2 separate regions of the Mus musculus genome follow, and region 1 is linked to region 2. A link is a contact called in public HiChIP or PLAC-seq data. All regions are on one chromosome and are shown on one strand. The core of a region is the stretch at or near the end of the contact, and the rest is flanking DNA. Distances in the headings are between cores, read along the strand shown.

Evidence for each region. HiChIP or PLAC-seq counts read pairs in DNA pulled down with a chosen protein or histone mark.
Region 1: an H3K27ac HiChIP or PLAC-seq map of the HPC-7 cell line shows a contact between it and region 2, with 5 times the contacts expected there. The contact joins the promoter of Itpr2 here to the enhancer-like site in region 2. A contact is called at or near these places in 1 of 15 datasets of contacts at CTCF or cohesin (the NIH/3T3 cell line), 5 of 484 Hi-C or Micro-C datasets (CD8 T cells, the G1E-ER4 cell line, brain and 2 more), 7 of 115 datasets of contacts at active chromatin or transcription factors (the HPC-7 cell line, the SCID.adh cell line, double positive thymocytes and 3 more) and 1 of 9 other capture datasets (adipose tissue).

What each region holds. Positions count from the first base shown.
Region 1 is chr6:146,497,713-146,503,921 of GRCm38.p6, reverse strand. Itpr2 (inositol 1,4,5-triphosphate receptor 2) reads left to right here and starts at 1,699. Exons shown (of 57, transcript NM_019923.4): 1 at 1,699-2,135. The coding sequence starts at 2,044.
Region 2 is chr6:146,452,155-146,458,916 of GRCm38.p6, reverse strand. The region is part of intron 2 of Itpr2 (inositol 1,4,5-triphosphate receptor 2); the gene reads left to right. Among named protein-coding and RNA genes, the nearest start is that of Itpr2, 47 kb to the left of the region's middle. Within about 2 kb of position 3,611, at least 29 of the 459 cell types and tissues checked have an H3K27ac peak or open chromatin away from gene starts, as enhancers often do. A contact at or near this core is called in the G1E-ER4 cell line, the HPC-7 cell line, double positive thymocytes and 1 more, where this site is marked.

The DNA of each region.
Region 1 (6,209 bases), core at 450-2,949, 47 kb before region 2:
GTCTTACCCTAGGTAACTGGACTCCTGTCCTGGGACTCTTGGTTTTAGGGGGCCCTACTCTGGGTTGAGGCTGGTCTCACAAGAAGCCAGAACTTGGGAACCCAGCTTGGCACGTTATCTGTTTGTCAGGAGAAACAGTCACACACCCATTTTGTTCCTGTTGGCCTGACTTTGTATAAGAAAACCTTCCAGGTTTAGGCCAGCAATTGTTGAGCATCCATTGGGCCATCTCAGAACACAACTTCCAATGCTCTGGATAGCAGATGCCTCCATCCCAGACCCATCTTGTTTCACCTAGAGATTTTATAACTCAGAGCCCATCCCTTGTTTCCCAACACCAATATGAACGTAGACAGGACAACTCCTAATGGGCACCTCTCACCTACTAAGTCACCAGATCTGTGGGCTGGTGATGTGGCTCAGTTGGTGGGAGGGAGAGGAAAAGGAAGAGAGGCATTGGAAATGAGAATACACTGCTTCTACACAAGGTGGGGTTTGTCCCACACCAAGACTCGAGACTGGCATTTCCTTTCTGTTCCTTGCTGTCTAAAACCTTTCCATCCCAGGCATCTTTGAATTGGAAGGCAAAACTCCCCTAAACTCTGATTTTGGTCAGCTGTGGTTTGATCACGGCATTCGCCTCTTCAGTATCTTCCACAGGGTAGGACCAAACATTTCTAAAACAGTACTCTAGAGGTGGACTGACACACAACAGAGGGGTTGCTCCCACTCATGTCCTGCCTCCAGTTTTATTTATTATAACCTTGTGTGTGTGTGTGTGGGGGGGGGGTTACAAAGGCTGTCACCGGTTCCTGGAGATGGAACCCAGTTACCCTCACTTGTGAGCCCTCACTGCCATCGCTGACCCACCCACTGACGGTCACCAGGGTGGTCACCATAGCAGCTGCAGCTGCTGGATCCTTTTATCCAGTCATGAACTTAAGAAAAACAGGATCCAAGAACAGCTCCACAGGAGTGTTTCCTCCTTTCCTCTTCTCTTCATTTGTGTCTTCTTCAACCCTTTCCTCCCTCTCAATTAACTTTTCCACTCAAAACATACATCCACTCAGACTCCAGCTTTTACGGTCAGGATTCTCCAGGCCTCTGCGTGGTGGTGCGAACACCACAGCGTTTCACCCACCCTACTCCCACCCCCTCCCACCCCCATCGCCTGCGGGCTCCTACTCTCAGCTGGACTGTCACCGGCGCGCCAAGTTCCAAGCAGCGTGGTTGCTCTGCGCCCTCTTCCAGTCGGCGTCCCTCAAGGCCGGTTCCATCTGAACCCTCGTGTCGGCAGTTTTCCTCCAAACCCCTCTAAGTCCCTTGCCTTTTGCAAATAGGGATTGTCTCTGCGCGCTCCGGGTCGTCCTGTCTACGCTGGCTGCACTGCACCCCTTCCCAGCCCGCATCTGGAAAGTCCTGGGTCTCTCCTGGGTCCTTGGGGTCGTCTTCCCTCCCCTCCCGGAGTCACTCCAGACTGTCGCTGCTGGTCTCGGGGCTGCCCCTCCAAGATCACCCTGAGCCAGAACCAATGCCCCCGGCTGAGTCCCCGTTACCCCCGCAGCGCCGCCCAGCGTGGCTCCCACGCCTCTGTCCTGGCCGCTTCGGGGTGGCCCGTCCCCCGAGAACTGGCCCCGCCCCGGCCCCGCTCCGCCCCTGGCCGCCCAGGCTTGATTGGCCACGCGCCCCCCTCCCCGGGGCTTCTCCCCGCCCTCTCGGTCCGTGGGCACCGCCACCTGGTCTAAAGAGTCCCCCAAGGGGACCTAGAGGCTCCGCTCAGGCCGGGAGCGAACTGTGGGGACGCAGAGGGCTCGCGGGCCAGGGAGGAGGAGCGAAGGTGTAGGACAGAACTTCGCCAGGAACAGGAAACCTACTGCTGGGCAGGGGCGGCGACGGCGGCGCGGGGCCATCGCAGTGTCCCCAGCGGTGGCCTCGCTGCCGCTCCTCGAGCAGAGCTGCTTGGACCCCTCTGACCCAGCGGGCCTGAGCTCACCCTTGCGTGCAGCGGAGACAGCAGGGACAGCCACAGGAGCGTGAAGCAGCATGTCTGACAAAATGTCCAGCTTCCTCTACATTGGGGACATCGTGTCCCTGTACGCGGAGGGCTCGGTCAATGGCTTCATCAGCACCCTGGGGTAAGCAGGACGTGCTTTGAGCAGCGCCAGCCAACTCGGGTCCCTGTCCCTCTGGCGCGCGGCTTGTCTGGGGTCTGCGCCTGGGACAGCCCCGGGTCCCCTAGGTCTCAGCGCGCAGGAAGCCGCGAGCGCTTCTCAGCAACTTCATAATCTCCAACCCGAGACACATCCGAGAAGAGGAAGTGGTTCGCACGCCCCAGACAGGCCCTGCGAGCCTGCCTTCCCTGCCTTGTTTTGATTAAAATGTGTGTTTTCTCCTCATCTTCCCTATGGCCCGTTCTCAGCGCGCGGCTGGAAAGAAGGGTGGGTTGAAGTCCCAGGCTTTGGCCATGAAAGTAGGCGATGTGCACCGCGCAAATGTGGCTTTGTCCTGCTGGAGGAGATTACCAGCCCCTCTTCGCTGAAGTAATTTCCTTTTGGCCTTGCCAAAGGAGGACTCACTCCTCAGGCTTTGCCAAAACTGGCCTCCTGGGCAGCCAGGGTTCTAGAACTCAGCTATTCTCTCTCCCTGTCCATCCCCTTCGCCCAGTGAAAGGAGTTCAGCCTACTGCAAGGCCCTTGTGATTCGAGTTTGTATATGAACTGGGGAAATACTGATGTATATCATACAGAAAAGCAGCGTGTTAGTTAGGTTAGGACCATTTCTGGTTTCTAGAAAATTCCTTCATGGTGTTCGCGCTGGTGAACAGTTAATTGCACTCTATGATATATTTTAGTGCACAGGTAGTTTTTGGTTACTTCACAGGACTTGCCTCAGACTGTCTTATCTGAGGAGATTGAGGCTGGTGACTGCTCTCAGCTGTTAGGTATTGGAGTCCTGTCCCCCGGGCTGTGAGGGAGAGAGCCTTTCTGTGACTGTGTTGCGTGCCCAGTGCCTTCTCTGGAGGACACCAGTGGCTCCACAGTTCCTGTTCTTTGTTCATTTCCCCACAGATTGTGGGAAGGAAGGTTTAATTGAATATCTTTTCCATGTTATTTGCTCCTGAGATTGAAGTGTGAAAGAAGTACTTAGTCCAAGTGTTTCTGCTTGATCCAGTTGTTTCTGAAAGAATTCACAGTCCAAGTCTAGTCTGGGTCCAGGATAGTGCTTCATTGATGAATCCTGTCAAACTTGGTAGGCATGAAAGGTGTCACCATTTAGCAGCTAAAAGGAGGGGCTCTAGAAACAGAAGGTTTGTGCTGGGATCCCCACCCTTTGGTTTGCAAACCTTATGACCCTGGGCAGGTTATGAAATCTATCTGGGCTACATCTCCTGAGTTTAAAAATGGAACTCACAGTGGTTTCTGCATAGGGGTGTGGGGAGGAAAGAGGTAAGAGAGGCAAAGTGCTTACCACGGCAAAGCCGTAATGACTACATTCATAAGTTAATTAGCTGATGCAGTAATTATCACCACCCAGACCAGGCAAGAGTTCAAGGGTCACTTGCAAGGTCGAATGTGGATAGCGTACAAAGCAAACACTGGAAGGGCTGAGGAGGTCAGCTCCACAGTAGGCATCGTTGGGACCAGGAGATGGGGACCAAGAGAAGTGACCGACTCAAGGAACAGAGGGTATTTGTGTCCAAAGCCAGGACTCTACTCCTGCCTCAGACGCCCCGCCAAGTGTGTCCTGTTCTGCTTTCAATAATAACTGTAGACACAGAAAACCAGCATGAATGGCTGTTGCTGTGGTGTGCTCGGTGGCAATCAAAAGTGCTTATTGTAGTCTGTGTTTCTCGGTGGTGATTTGATAGTGGAGTTTCCTTAGGATGTGTTTGCAGACTGTGTCATTCCCTGTTCGTGAAGTAATAATGTTAAGATGACCGCAAGGCAGAGTTCAAGTTGTAGAGTCTTGAACATGCTACCCTGGGTGGAGCTTGGCACTTTGATTGGATATTTGTTTTCTGAAATAGACTTCTCAGGGGTTCCAATAGCTTATAGAACTTCAGAGGTCATGCGTGTGATTGCCCTCACGCCCAAATCAACAGGTTTTCCAAGGCTGGTTACAGTCGTTGCTGACCCCCCTGATACATTTTCTTGCCCTTGGTGAATGTTGTTCAAAGGGCCTTTCACGGGTTGGAGGTTCCAAACCCAGGCAGGTGGTCCCAGGCAGGTGATCCTAGGCAGGTGGTCCCAGGCAGGTGGTCCCAGGCAGGTGGTCCCAGGCAGGTGGTCCCAGGCAGGTGGTCCCAGGCAGGTGGTCCCAGGCAGGTGGTCCCAGGCAGGTGGTCCCAGGAAGGTGGTCCTAGGCTCTATAAGAACACAGGCTGAGAAACCCATGGAGAGCAAGTCAGACAGCAGCTCTTCTTTACTCTGCTTCAGTTCCTGCCTCTAGGCTTCTGCCCAGAGCGCTTGACCTGATGATGTCTTGAGTTCATCCATGACTCTGTAGCCTATAAGGCTAAATAAACCCAAGTAGCTTTTTGATTAGTGTTTTATCACAGTATCAGAAAAGCAAGCTAAGATAGAGGCTTTCCACCTAGGCCCTTCCTCTTATGACTTCTTTAGTTCTCTATCCACTATCGACTGGAGGTAAGGACCACACCTGTAACATGCAGGCCTTTGGAAGAGACTTAAAATTAAAAAATTAAGACCTTTATTCTAAGTCACTGGGACGATTATTATTTTGTAGGTTCCTTTTATTGCTTTGTTTATGGCTATTCTTGGTTAATTTTTTTAAAGTTTTTCTTTCTTTCTCTCTTTTTCTAGCTTATACAGAATTAGGAGTCATCATGGTACTTTCCAAACATTCTTTGTTTTGCTTCCCCAATTCTTCCCCATTCTTTCCCCTTTCCCTCCCGCCCTCCATTGTACCTTCCCATCCCCTTTTATGCTACACTCACGTGATCTTTTCATGCATGGTTTCAAAGTATAGGACATTATTTAGCTTGAGAAACCAGAAAGGTCTTTGGCCGAGCCAAATAAAATATTTTTTAGAAAGTATTTTATTTTATTATTTTATGTGTTTGGGTGTTTTGCCCACATGTATGTCTGTGTATCACATGTGTGCAGTGCCTTTGGCGGTCAGAAGAGGCTGTTGGATCCCCTGAACTGGAGTTTCCAATGGCTGTGAGCTGCCAATAGGTGCTGGAACTCAAGAGCAGGTGTTTGACATTTCTGGAGACTTACAAAGTAGAATCTTCCCCAGGGCCTGTTGGGGTGTGCCCTCCCTGTTACAGTGTAATTGTCAGAGTCTCCAGAGCCAGCCAGGCTGAGGCTCCCTCTACATTGTTGCCATGTGCTCACGGGTCTTATGTATCAATTGCTGGGTAGACACTTGTCAGTGATTTCCCTGTTCTTCCGCTCCTGTCTTGGACCTGCTGTTAACTGGCACATGGCCTTGTTCATATCTTGTATCTCTTCCTCAGCTTTCTTGTCTTGGAGACTAAGGATAGTGGATCCTGTCCTCCCTCATCTAGGATAAAATTGATAAACTTGAGCATAAGAGAGAAATGAAAATTTGGTAAAATGAAAATGTATAGGGAAAAGGTTATATTTCCATATATACAATTACAACATTTCTTCCAAGGCCAATGAGCTGCTGGAGTGAACTAGACCAGAGTACTGGTTTAATGACTGTGATGTTGCACCTGTTTAGCCAAACTCATTTGTTCCACTGTAACATTACAAATTCCAGGGAGTAGCTAAGAATTAGACAGGAAACTCTCTGGTTTCTGTTTTAACTCTTCATCACTCTGACACGTTCAGAAGCAGGATGGTACTGCTGTTGAAATCAGGTGGGCGGTTGATGAGAGCTGACTTTACACAGCACAGAGGTTTATTTGTAAATAAATGTTGCCTACTTGAAATATTTTCTGGTGTAAATGAGTTTTAAAGACTGTGTTGTGGGAGTGCTTGCTGTGGCGTTTGCAGTAGGGTTTCACTCTTAGGAGTTTAGCAGGCTCCTTTTGGCGGCACCTGACAAGATGAGGCTCATTAGCTTTTCCCCGTGACTACATTTTTAATTCTCTCTCTCTCTTTCTCTCTCTCTCTGTGTGCTGGCATGAGTGTCACAGCACATGTGTAGGGGTCAGTCAGCCACATTGGGGATTTAGCTCACTTTTTCTTTCCAGTGTGGACTGGGATAGGGGGCTC
Region 2 (6,762 bases), core at 2,362-4,861:
CCATGCCCTGCCCATAGCCACCATCTGCACATCTTCCACAATTCCTCTGTCACCCCTCGTTGCTCTTCAGTCTTTGAAGGAATGCTGCTACCTGTTTGTAAGCTTGAGGGCGACAGTCCACGTTTCATTTGTCTAGATTTGCCTGTTGTTTGTGAAACCTGTTTCAACTTTCTTAGGTAAGATACAATTTTACAATAGAATCCTGCCACAGAATTTAAATAGCAGCTGCCATGGGAGGGCAACAGTTACAAATGGCTCTTTGCCTTCCTTTGAAAGGGAGCCTTTCTGTGAGGAAATGCCCCGCCTTGCCACCCTGTCTAATTTACATGGAAAAAGAGAAGCTCAGGACTCGTTTGAATTTGGATTCCAGTGCATAAATTAGATCCTTGTCAGACAAATGTGAAGGGATGACTTTGGCATTTCTCAGATGGGACATTTTGCCACGTTAGTTATGTAATGGATATGGCCCAGTTACCTCCACCTGGCCACAAGTGGATTCCTCCCCCCAGCCTCCAGCATTCATTGAACACTTTACTTGTGATCACTTCAATAGACACTGGGTTAGCTGGAGATGCCGGGAGAATCCACACTTGTCTTCGGGACCTCAGTCCTGGAGGAGACCCCTGCCAGTTTGTACTCTTCACAGAGGCAACATAAACTGCTGCTTGAGAGACTATTTAAGTTTTGCTGAATTTCTCTTGGCAGCGAATAGAAATGAGAACAAATGCATTATTCTATGAAACTATGAGGTCGGCTTCTTCCTTTCTTCTGGGACATCTCTTCTGCACAGCCTCCTCTTCTGGATTTGTTCCTTTCCCACCAGGATCATATCCGTGTTTCCCGGGTTTTTTTTTTTTTGATTCTGAGCTCTGTAGGCTTGGGGGCACATCTCGGGAGCCTTGACCAGTCAACCCCTAAGTCCTCATCCCCTAGTCATCTACCTAAGCAGTACTCTATGCACTCTTCTGGGGCCGCCCTCCCACTGTTCGGCGTGAGGACAGTGACTGCACCTTCACATAGCACATGGAGCTTCCTTACAGAAGCATCTTTCAGACATGGTGGATGGTTCTGTGTTTACCTCTGGCGGCCTGGGCAGTCTCACAGCATTCTTAATGAGGACATTTGACGCTACTGATTTGCATGGTTTTATTGGATCTTTTGGGTCAAGAGAACAGTGAGCCATTTCTGTAGGTTGCCTCAGGCCTCTGACAGGACTGGAAAAGCTAATTGTATGTGCACTGAAGAAAACATAGAAAAGCCTTTGCTAGTTCAGGTGCCCAGTTCTAGAAGGGAGCCAGGGATCACGGAGGCATGACTGTGCAGGTTGCTGCCGGTAACATGACTTTAGCAGATGTGCTGGGCCAGCTGCTCTGTCCTGCTGGAGTGCCAGCTTCCAGGGTCCAATCTGTGAAGACTTGAGCCTAATTTCCTCTTTCTCTCCTTCTTTCCCTCCCACCCTCCTTCTTTCCTTCTCTGCCTCTTTCACTATGTAGACCAGGCTGGCCCTGAATTCACAGATATCTGCCTGTCCCATCCTCATGAATGCCTATTTGTATTGAGTACTTAGAGTGAGCTTGCATGTACAGAGTCTGAAGGCAGAAAGAAGGGTAGAAGTGGGAGATGGGATTTAAGGAAAGAGTAGAGGGAGCAGTGGAGGCCTTCTACAGATGACGGGATGATGGGGGCAGCCCTCAGGACAAGAAGGCTGCAGAGGGGAACTCACTGGAGTTTTTAATTTGGGTGCTTTTCTTTTAAACCATATTTTAGTAGATATTGCTATCCCTGGCACTACAGTGAACCAAAGCAATTATTCCAATTCCTCTCAGAGCTGCGTTTGAACTTGTAGACTGTCTTAGCAGCCAGCCACCCGCTCTGGTTTTCACATCCTCCACATTCCGCAGGGGTTGTTTTTGTAAGGACTCTGACTAAAAAAAAAAAAAAAAATGTTATCACAACACCAGGTGCTTCTGATGAGTTTTATCAGATAGGCAGCGAGAGAGCAACAGTTGGGTTAAGTTCCTGAATCCAAAGACTTACATGAAGCTAGGAGAACTGGCTAAGCGTTATCAAACCAAGAGGACTCAGCTGAGAGGACAGAGGGGCTCAAGCTCTGTGAGGGCTTTATTAACCAAGAGGCCTGATAAAATTATAATGAGTTTTCAATCTTTATTTATTTTTTGAGACAGGGTCTCTTATGTTATTTTGGCTGGCTTGGAGCTTACTACGTAAATCAAGCCATACTTGAACACACAGAGGTCTGTCTGCTTCTGCCTTCCCAATGATGGGATTAAAGTGTGTGCCACCACACTTAGCCTGTAAGATTTGAGATGCCTACTATGAAATTTTAAAAGGCTAAAAAAGTTTTAGATTATATTTATTCATTTTGTGCATGTGTACACATACGCCATGGCATACATGGGGGGGGGGACAGGGGACAATTGAAGAGAGTTGGCTTTCTTCTTCCACCATGTGGGACTTGAACTCAGGGCCTCACATTTGGCAGCACCCACTGAACCATCTCCACAGCTCTTGACTGTTAAAGAAGTCTGGGGTAATCCACTGGGGACTCCTTCATACTGCAGTGAGCTGTTATTTTATTCCTTAGTAAAACCTTGCTTGCCTTCCCCACAAAAGGACCCATTTACCCATGAGCATGAATTATTACTACTACCTATGCTAGACAAGCAGCTCTGTAATTGTGAGGGATTTTCCATGTGGTTCTGATAATTTTATGTCTGGGTTTTGGATGTTTGAAACTTCAGGTATGAGGTGATGTTTTAGGCATTTCAAGCTTGGTTGACTCGAGTTGATGGAAGTTTGTTGTGAAAACACAGAGAAGGGATGGAAGCTAGAAGCCAGTTTGGTCACACTACCTGGGCCTTGTTTGAGGAGTTTGGGGCTGGTCCTCTGGATACCACAGCAACTATTAAACTCATCCCTGAAGACATGGTTATCTGCTACTTTGAACTTGGGGTACAGTCCTTTTTTGACTTTTTTTAATTGATGTTCTATCACAAAAAAGTGAGTGTTATCTTTTCATGGGTGGGGGGACACGAACAAATACCTATCCACCCCAGAGTGGGCATCAAAGAGACAATCCCACCCAAGCCCACCATAGTCAACCAATGAGTTCAGTAGGTTTACTTATAGGAGCTTGGGTGAGGAGTGTGGGTAACCACCCCCCCCCCAAAAAAAGTGCTGCACCACTGCAAAGTTCTTATTCATGGCTGCATCTGCATAGACTCACTGCTCTGAGGTGAACCATCCACCCACAGATACAGTGTTTCTTAATCTGTGGGTCACGACCCCTTGGGGGATGAATGACCCCTTTACATGGGTTGCCTAAGGTTAATATCTGCGTATCCAATATTTACATTATGATTCACAACAATAGCAAAATTACAGTTATGAAATAGCAACCAAAACAGTTTTATGGTTTGGGGGAGTTACCACAACATGAAGAACTTCATTAAAATGGTTGAAGCATTAGGAAGGTTGAGAGCCACTGCTCTAGCACCTCCTAACATCACGATACAGTCGGGAGTGGCTGTTACCTCAGGTGAGGCCCTGGGGAACCTTCTTATCCCATCCATGAGGAAACATCAACAATCAACAGGCCAGTCTTGTAGGTCATCGCAGTGCTGTGATGGCAAAGGCAGTAATTCTCAGATAATGGCACACCACAGCCAGGAGCATAGTAGGCACACAGTTATGCTCTGCACATGTGCCCATAGTGCTGAACTGTATTCATTTACAACATACACAAAAGAATTAAGAATAGAAACGTAAATGTAGCATAAATTTTCTTTCTAGAACTTTCTTTCACACTCCCCTAGAATGCACACACTGCACACACTTTTTTCAGAGCCTTATGTCATGGTGTGTGCTGTCATTGTGACTCAGCTGTTTTTGCCGTTTGGGTGATGTTAGCAGGCTGTATGGTCGTGGACAGATAACCTCATTTAGCTCACTTCTAAAGTGAGGGTAATTATATGTGTTTTGTAGACTCGCTTTGGAGGTTAAATTCAAAGAGGTGTTTAAAGTTCTTAGTATAATGTCTGGACCATTGGCTGGTCCCCTCTTCCATTTATGAGTTGCTCACTATTCTCTCAACCTCTCTTCTGTTCATTTATGACAGTGGTTCTTAACCTTCCTACCTCTGTGACCCTTTAATACAGTTCCTCATATTGCATAAATATTGCTAATTCATAACTGTAATTTTGCTACTGCTATGAATCATAATGTAAACATCGGATACGCAGGATATCTGATATGTGGCCCCTGTGAAAGGGTAGTTCAGCCCTCAGAGGGTTGTGGCCCACAGGTTGAGGAACTGCCGATTTATGGTGTCTACCTTCTGTTCTGCTGCAGGATTTTGCTTGCTGCCCTGGTTCTGTCGGCTTTCTTTAGAACTCTCAAGTGTAGACAGAGCATCTATTTATGCTTGTTGGTTGTGACAGTAGGTTCCATTTTCTCTGGAGTAATCCTGACTTTTACCTATGGTCACAATGTAGTTGTGGTTCTTGTGTCTTGGTTGTTCTTCAAGACCATCAGGTAGCATGGGCCCATGTGGAAAGGTGGGCTCTGTGTGTGATGATTCCCTCGTTGGTATTGCATGCCCAAGAGCTGGCTTCCTCCTTGGTATTGCATGCTAACCCTCTACAGATGATGTTTTAATCAGACATATTGACTATAAGAAAATGATGGGCAGGTAGGGCTGGTGAGCAAGGATCAGAGAGATGTCCAGTTTAAGAGGCAGCCATCTTTTAGATGAGGCCAGGGCAGTAGGCTTGTATAGCCAGGTTGTCTGTCTATCCAGAGCGTAAGAGTGAAAGTCAAGAATGTATTGAAATTGAATTTGGTGATCTAAGCCTCTGTTGTGAAGTTCAACCTCATGATGAATTTTTTTCCTGTGTTGAGAAAATCTTCTCTTGTTTTGGGTGGTGCTGCTGTGTGCAAGGTTAAACCATTGTTTGTAGCAATAGTTAGAAATAGGTCTTGTTCTATACGAGGCTATAGAGCAATGGTTCTCAACCCTCCTCATGCTGAAACCCTTTAAAACAGTTCCTCATGTTGAGGTGACCCCAGACTAAACCATAAAATCATTTCCATTGCTTCCTCATAACTGTAATTTTGCTACTGTTATGAATCATAATGGAAATATTTTTGGAAATAGAGATTTGCCAAAGGTATCATGACCCACAGGTTGAGAAACACTGCTCTAGAGAGAGGGGAATCATTTCTTAGTCTCTTGATGACTTACTTAAGACTCTTGTGCCTTGTCTGGTGAGCTCCCTCAAGTTATCTCCACTTTTTTCATCCTATTGAACAAAAGTCAATATTGAACAGTAGAAGTGAAGATTCTTGAGACAATGCTGATATGTGAATCATGACATCATCCTGGGGCAGATAATTTTAAATTACTCTTCTCTTTATGCAGTCATAGGAAACACAGGCTGTAATTAAGAATAGAGCATTAATGCTTTTGATATCTTCATTAAAATATTAATTTATTGTTCATGCAAGGTGTGTGTGGGGAGGGGCACGTGCATGCTACTGTGTGCATATGTGAGATGTTCTCTCGTCTCACCATGTGGGTTCTGGGGATCAAACTCAAGCCACCAGGCTCATGCTGCAAACACCTTTACCCACTGTGCCACCTCACTGGCCCATGCTTTGTTTTCTTTCCCTTTTAAATTAATCTTAATTAGCACACAACATGATAAGTTTCATTATGACAATCCCGGATGAATAGTGTACTTTGCTCATATTCAGTCACTCTAATATTTATTTTCTTCTTTAATCTGGTCTTACTGTGGCAGGCTGACCTCAAACTGCATTTCTCCTGCATCAGCCTCTTGAGTGCTAGGATAATATACATGAGTCCTATACCTGAAAGGCTTTTGGTTTTAATCCATCATTCATAACATTAGCCAGAATTGTTAACATTGAAAAAAATAACCACAAACTAGCAGATGTTAATCCCAGCATTTCTTTTTTTTTTGAGATAGCAAGACTTTTATTCCTAAAGTGAATGCAGTATTTGATTGTGCTGCCCTACAGAAGTGATCTAACCCAGCGCAGGCCAGAGACGGTTCCCTCTTGAGATTCAGGAGCCGATCCAAGCCAGTGCTTGAGCTCAGTGGTAAAGCATTTGCCCAACATGCACGGGGCCGTGGGTTCAGATCCCAGCCCGGTCTGACGGGCGGTTTGACGGCACTGCCGGACATCTTACATCACGTTACGAGCAGCAGCTTTCCGTAGAGCTTTATGGGGGTAATCCTGAGTGACTGTGGTTTTGTGGTTTTGTGGTTACGAGCAGCAGCTTTCCGTAGAGCTTTATGGGGACCCTGAGTGACTGTGGTTTTGGATTACGGTCATTTTAAGCTTTCTCACTTGAACATGTTAAAGCCAATGCTAACAAATCACAAGCTCACTGAACATAGCGTGCGTTTGGACTGCATCTCCACATTGCAGGGCAAAGAGTAACCCATAGAATGACCCACAGTATCTCAAGAGAGGCTGGGGAGCAGGCTCAGGGCTGAAGTGCTTGCTAGGTGAGTGAGGACTGGAATTCAATCGCTAGATCCCATGTCAAAAAGCGTGAGCAGGGTGTGCACTTGTAACTCTGTTGCTAGGGAGGTGGAGAAAGGCTATTCCTGGAGCTCGGTGGTCAGCTTGTCTAGCAGAATCTGCAAACCCTAGGCCAGTGTCTCAAAAATCAAAGTGTATTGTGATCAAAGAGTGACAGCTGAGGTTGAC